Linked DNA regions of Zea mays: region 1 is linked to region 2. Evidence: chromatin contacts called from public Hi-C data. All regions are on one chromosome and are shown on one strand. Each heading gives the region's core, a stretch centred on a gene start, on an enhancer-like site or on the middle of the called end of the contact. The rest is flanking DNA. Distances are from core to core; before and after follow the strand shown.

Region 1 (3,564 bases), core at 50-2,549, 230 kb after region 2:
CCGCTGGGCCAGGGTCGTCGTCGATCCTACTGCAACTCTGCAGCCGCAGGGTCTTGAGATTCCCACAGAAGGCTAGCGCGGCAAGCCACCCACCGTCCATCCTGTGGTCAGCGATGGTGAGCTCCTCAAGCATCGCACAGCAGCGCCCCACAGCCGCGATGCCGTCGTAGCTCCCCTCGCAACCCTGAAGCTCCAGCTTGACCAGCCGCTTGCATCCATGGGCCAGGATGGTGAGGCCGATGTCAGTGACGCCGCCGCCCTCGGCGGTGCCGTAGAGCGCGGGGGACGCGGCGACAATGCGGAGGATCTGGAGGTGCGCGAAGGCGGAAACCGGGCGGAGGGCGAGGTCGGTGCAGCGGTGGAGCTCGAGCTCCTGAAGCGTCGGGCATCCGACAGCGATGGCCATGAGCCCGCCGGACTCAGAGGCGGCGGTGGCCGAGAGGCGGCTGAGGTTGGGGAAGCTAGCGGCGACGGCGGCGAGTCCCCGGTCGAGCGCGTCGTCGTCGATGAACCGGCAGGCGCCGAGCGGCGGGTCTGCGCTGGTGTCTAGGGTTAGCGAGACCACGCCGCAGGTGAGAAGCGGGGAGGCAGCGGCGCCGTGGGGCACCGCCGTGGTGGGCGCGGCGATAGAGGCCGGGAACAGGTCGAGGTCGGCCAGGTCCGGGAAGCGGTATGGCAGTCGGTGCGCGACGAAGGCCCAGTCCCGCACGGCGAGGCGGCGGCGCAGGCGCCCCGCGAGGCGCGTCCACCGCCTGCAGACGAGCGAGGCGGCGCCCGTGAGCTGGGGCTCAGGGAGGCAGGCGAGGACGCGGAGGAGAAGCACGTCCGGGAGCGCTAGGGTTTGGTCGGCCTCGAGCGGCGGCGGCTGGGGCGCGGCGGCCATGGCCGCGGTGGAGAGCGCGCGGAGGCCGGGCTTGTCCCCCACCAGCCACAGGTCAGGCCAGCCCTTGAGCACCTGGCGCTGACCGCCGAGGTCGCCGAGGCAGCGGCCGCCGGGCTCAGGCATCTAGCGCGCCCGCTCGGTTCCAACGGTGTGGCGCGGGCGCGGAGCCGCGCGGCCGCATGGGCCCCCGCCCGGTGCGTGCAGCGGGGGCCGGGGGCGGCGCTCTGATTTGGGTTTCGGAATTTCGGAGGCGCGGCGTGCGGGGGATCTGAGGTTTGGAATGCTGGAGGTGGGAGGCTGGAGGTTTTGGGATTTGGAAATTGGCGTTGCCCTGCCGCTGGGCTTGACGGCCTCAAGCGCGGGGGGAGCGGCGCGGGCCGGGGTGTTGGCGAGTTCGGAGTTCGGACGCGAGAGTGTGCCGTTGGTGTGGCGAAACTCGGTGGGGTGGAGAGCGTGTGGTGGTGGACCGGTGGGGAAGCCAACCATTTTGTCTTGTCTCGGTGTGCAATGCAAGGCGGGTCTCCTCTGTTCTGTTCGTGGCGTTGCGACTCGAAGACTATTCATTTGTTTTTAATTCTTCTAATATTTCTAGAGTATTTTTATCTCTACAGATCCTAACTGCAGCAGTCAGACAGTTGAATTTAGGAGTGTTTAATTTGATAAATCATTTTATTTAAATTAAGGTGATGCATTATAGGTACTAACTAATTATAAGAAATAAGATGCTGATAGATCAATTCATTTTATTCCACAAATCAAACAAAAATAATGAGAAATAAGAAGATAATAAACTAGCTCATTTCTTAAATCAAACACCCCGTTAATAAAAACGAACAGCCCTTCGCCCCCTGGCGCGATTCTCATTTCTTGAGTTTCTGGCTGCAACCTGCAACTGCAAGAAATGGATCGCTTCCTAGTTTCTTCCGTTCAAGAGCTGTCAATGTTGATCGTTGTTTTGCCTTCGCCTATTGAGACTGCGAGGGGCTTGAAATATTTACTTCATCCGTTCTATATCCACTATAATTTCAGGAAAAAAATCTAACTCTAAGTTTTTCCCCAAAACACAATAAAATAGATATGTTCACATAAATACAGGATAAACAAACATACCATATATCATTTAATATAATAATCAAATAGTATAAAGTGCATTTCAAACTGATTAAATTTGGGGGGGAAATATTTGAATAAAATTAAAACAACTTATAACTCAAATGCATGGAGTGTTTGATTAGATACCTATTGTTTTGGAAGTGGTAGGTTCAATTTTCAGTACCATCAAATGTGGCATCCGCACTCTTGGGTCTAGGTACTTCAACGTTAGGTTAAACTCACCTTGAATACAAAAGAGGATAAGTTACTTTAACTTTTCTTGAATTGTACGCGTTAATTCTTGCACTTTGGTCAAGATTAAGGGGGTGATTGAATCTATTTCTCTAAATTTTAGACCTCTAAAAGTTTAGGAGACTATAAGGTGGGCTTAATTAAAGCTAACTTTAAACCACTTAGGCTGCCTCCACTAGAGCAACTAAAAGGGTATGCAAAGCTATTATGGCTGCTCATATTTATTGTAGCTCTATGCATCTTCCATTTAACAAAACAGGCAAACAGAGCAGCCAAATACCATGGCAAGTGAGAGAAAATCTATAATGGTATGTAAATTGGTGGGTCATTCTTGTCAGTGCGTATAAGGTTAGCTATGTTTGTTGTAAAGTTGGAAAGAGTTGTATTGTAGATGGCCAACTAAAGTACCTACGCCAGCCAACACATTGAATGCCTGCTTCTTTTAGCTATCGCCTTTTGGAGGCAACCTTATTTAGAAGTTTAGCACTAAAAATTTAGAGAAGAGAATCTAAGCATTAACTAGCTTATTTGCATTTTTTAATTCAAACAAATTAAGTGCTTATCTGCAATCTAAGTTGTTTGGTAGTCTGTGCATTTTTAGATTTGTAGAGGTTTTTAGGGCGTGTTTGGTGCTTTGCACCCATCCTGGCTTGGCCAGCGGTCACGAAGAAACCAGACGTTTAGCTTACTGTAATAATGCTAGGGCTTGGTTGACGACACACAAAACGCACCACCAAGCATGGCTCATAGAAAACGCAAAGAGCCTAGCTCACATGGTCGTGTCTCATGAATCGTCCTTGCGAGAGTGGAGTGCAAAAATAATTGAAAGGGAAATAGGGCCAAACATTTTCCTAAATGATTTTGGTGGTTGAATTGTCCAACACAAATAATTGGACTAACTAGTTTGCTCTATATTATGTTGGATATTTTATGGGCTTGACCCATTTATTGAATAAACTCTATGGTGTGTAATGGTGGAGAATACCAATAGTACCATATTGGAAGTCCAAGGATCTTTTGGCTTGACTTATATGGTGGGAATTATTCCACCTAACTTGAGAAGTCAAGAAACGGACAAGGGTGTGCCACACGCGCGTGCGCGCCGCCGCCGCCGGCCGGGCCGGGCGTGGCGTGGCGAGGTAGGCGGGCGCGCATGCGAGACCTTTGTCCTTCAGCTGCCCGTCTCCTGGCGTGCCGCATGCGAAGCCGCAAGTGAGGGTATTCCTATCTCGTGACTCTGCGCGCACAGAGTAGCAAGAGGGCAGGTGCCTCCGAAGCCCTTGCCGTTCGAGACCTTGCACGGGGATCAGCAATTAGGTTTTTGGGGAGCGTCTACG
Region 2 (3,460 bases), core at 618-3,117:
GAAGATAGGGCACTTGCTATATCTTGACTCTACCGCGGATCCCATCCCTGAATCACCGGCGAGTCGCTCCTCTTGCCCAGCCATGGACGCAAGGTTCCTGGCGCCTGAAGATGAACGCGCCGATGACTGCGGTAGATAACTGTGACTGAGTCGAACCGTTCTTTGGGCCTTGGGCTGTGATTTTGGGTTCGCACCGTATATGGGCTTTAGTTTACATATATTGCCTGGTGGGTGCCTATCGTAGTCTGGAGTTGCCTTCCGCCTTCCGCGATTGTCAGCTCCGTTCCTCTTGATGGGGACGCTTCGTGTTTCCTCGCCGATGTGGTCCAGCCGGCGATCGTCAACGGGACAACGGATCAGCCAGTCATTAGACGAACTACTGGCACCTGTGGCCTCGCATCTGCTCCCAACTCCCGCAACCCTCTGTACCAATGGCATGGCACGACAAGATATATTAATTTCGCTATAGTACTTTGATTTTTCCCCCCCGTCCGCCACTGGTATATGTGCTGACTGTTCTTTTTAAAAGCGCGAAGAGTCGACGTGACGTGCCTGTGTGTAGTGGAACTGTGGAAGTTTGCGCGCGCAGGCAGATTCTTGATTGCCACAGTCACGATTTAAGGGCAGACGAAGTGGATACAAACCGTAAAAGGAGCCAAGAATTCCATGCATAAACGAAGTCGAAACGAAAATCACCTGTTTTTTCCCACTCCAAGGCGATCGAAAACGGCAGATCGGATGAGATCTTTACATCGATTTTACCCCGAAAAAAGAAGGGAAATGAATACAAGGACGGAATGGAACAGACCAGGACGACACACATCATTGGCACGTTACATAACGTGATGAAATGAAGAGCAAAGCAAATGACGACGCCGATCGAAACGCGCGCCTGCGTTGGATGAGCTGAATCCAGACGAACGGAGCACACTACTTAGGCGTAGTCCTGGTCGGCGACCTGCTGGTAGGAGCCGCCGATGAAGACGTCGCCGTAGACGAGGCCAGCGAGTCCGCCGCCGATGAGCGGGCCGACCCAGTAGACCCAGTTGCCGGCGAAGTCGGCCGCGGCGACGGCGGGGCCGAAGGAGCGGGCGGGGTTCATGGAGCCGCCGCTGAAGGGCCCCGCGGCGAGGATGTTGGCGCCGACGATGAAGCCGATGGCGATGGGCGCGATGGTGCCGAGGGAGCCCTTCTTGGGGTCGGCGGCGGTGGCGTACACGGTGTAGACGAGCGCGAAGGTGATGACGATCTCGAACACGACGCCCTCCAGCTCGGTGGTGCCGCCGGAGACGCCGTGGGTCGGGATGGCCTTGCCGTGGGTCACGAACCTGAGGAGCAGGCACGCCACGGACGCGCCCAGCAGCTGGGCCACCCAGTAGAAGAGGCCGGTGAGGACGGTGATGTGGCCGCCCACGGCCAGGCCGAACGTCACGGCGGGGTTCAGGTGGCCGCCGGAGGTGTTCGCGGCCACGGAGACGCCCACGAAGAGGGCCAGCGCGTGCGCCACCGCGATCGCCACCAGTCCCGCAGGGTCCAGCGCGCCGCCATTCGTCAGTTGCCCTGCACGCACGCGCGTGGACAAGCCAATCGTTCAGCTCCAGCAGCATGCGTTGCTGACATGAGCCGCACAAAAGTCGTCAATGGTTTAACTAACAACCATGCATATATACTCACCGAAGGCGATGGCGGAACCCACGCCGGCGAAGACGAAGAGGAGGGTGGCGATGAACTCCGCCACGTAGGCCTTGATGGAGGTGACGCTGAAGGAGTCGCCGACGCTTCCGAATGCGAGCTTCACCATCTTGTTGCGTTGCTCTTCGCGACCGCAAGACTTGGCTGGCGCTCTGAGGCTCTGAGCTTGATATGTTGCTGCTTCGCTGATGCTGGGAGTCTATGCCCCTTTTATACACGCTCAAGGCTTAATGGGCGGCCTCAGCTTGCCGACGACTAGAGTATTATGGACGGTGTGCATAATCGCCACAGACATTTTATTTACATTTTTATAAATGGGGCGGTATATATATACTAGCTTATTATTCCATGATTGGTACTAGCTAGCCCGGCCGAGAGCAGGCGCACCAAGCTTTGTTCGGATGTCTGTTTGCGCTATTGTCATCTTTTCATGGCGTGTCCATGTGAGGGTACACCAAAGCAATGCGCCAATGACAATAATAAACGGCAAAGCCGCTAATCATTGGAGGGTACGCTATCTCTTGTGTAACGCTTAAATATTTTGGTAATGGTACGTTCGAACGGCTGCAAGTGTTGTCAGATGGGCTGTCTCGTTTGGAGGATATATATGTTATCTCAACGTCTATGTAGTTGTTCTTGCAAAATGCTAGGGGATTTGTCACAGTTGGTCAATCAGGAAACAAAAGCCGAAGGGTTTCATACTTCCATTTCAGTTGCAGCCTCGGCCGGGCGTACGTTCCTGCAGTGTGGTGCGAGAGCGCAGCAGGAGAGACGTAAGTTTTAGGATTGATTTGGTGATAAGTGAATCACGAGAGAATTGTAGATGATTGAGGAGGAAATGAACTAATTTCTCTCTCAATCCCCTCCAATCCTCCCGTGATTCTGGGCCACCAAATCAGCCCTTAGCGCTTTTATTTAGCATGGTTTATTGTTTCACTTGTACCTTGTTGTAAAGTGTAAAACGCATATTGCTCTCAAATGGTGGGAACTCGATCGCATCCATCGTCATCGGTGCTCTTTTTCTCGGCACGATGCATGCGAGACAGTTCGGAACGTTGATGGTGACGTGGACCAATGAATTGAGCGCTAGCTCTCTTCATTTTGGAGTCGGTGGCTGCAAGGATAGTAAACGCATGCGTCACGTCTGCATCAGTACAGCAATTGAAAATAAAAAAACCATGACACTATGATAGTAGTAGTACTGCATGGTAACCATCGGTGGCAACGACTTCATCAAATCATTAGAGCAAACCCTTTCGGCACCTATTTTTGTATTCTTTAACAACTCCATAAGCAATTTGGCCAGTCAGTATTCCCCTTTCGATTTCAAGGAGGCTTTCTCAACTTCAGAGAGAGAAAAGTTGAAACCTGTGACCGATGAGTAAAAGTAAAACATCACTAGCGCGCGCATGATATGCAAAATATATTTGTCATCTAATTCGTTTGTTCCATGCCATAATAAAGCATATAGAATTTGGTTATCAATTTGTTCGAGAAAGAGTTTTTATAAGAATGCTTGAGATTGATTTTGTTTATTCAAAGAATGAGGTGGTTGGCTGATTTACTAAAGCTTTATTCGTAAGATTAGTAGAGAATTCGATCTAACCATAATCTAAACCTAGAGAAGATTAAGATTGAGGGAGAGGCTATTAAGAGATAATGTATAGGACGGTTCCGGTTCTAAGATAAGAGTATAAGACTATAATATAGTTTAAATGCATAGTATCTTATATTTATCTAGTACTTTCAAAATTGGATCATATATATA

Evidence for each region. Hi-C and Micro-C count contacts between places; a contact is called where the count stands out from the background.
Region 1: a Hi-C map of endosperm shows a contact between it and region 2, with 2.8 times the contacts expected there. The contact joins the promoter of LOC103627509 here to the promoter of LOC541895 in region 2. A contact is called at or near these places in 2 of 25 Hi-C or Micro-C datasets (ear and endosperm).

The regions. Positions count from the first base shown.
Region 1 is chr5:196,467,637-196,471,200 of Zm-B73-REFERENCE-NAM-5.0, forward strand. LOC103627509 (F-box protein At5g51370-like) reads right to left here and starts at 1,300. Exons shown (of 2, transcript NM_001416248.1): 1 at 1-1,300. The coding sequence starts at 1,006.
Region 2 is chr5:196,241,853-196,245,312 of Zm-B73-REFERENCE-NAM-5.0, forward strand. It overlaps LOC541895 (tonoplast intrinsic protein 2), which reads right to left and starts at 1,868. Exons shown (of 2, transcript NM_001111561.1): 1 at 1,675-1,868; 2 at 682-1,560. The coding sequence starts at 1,801. The coding sequence ends at 935.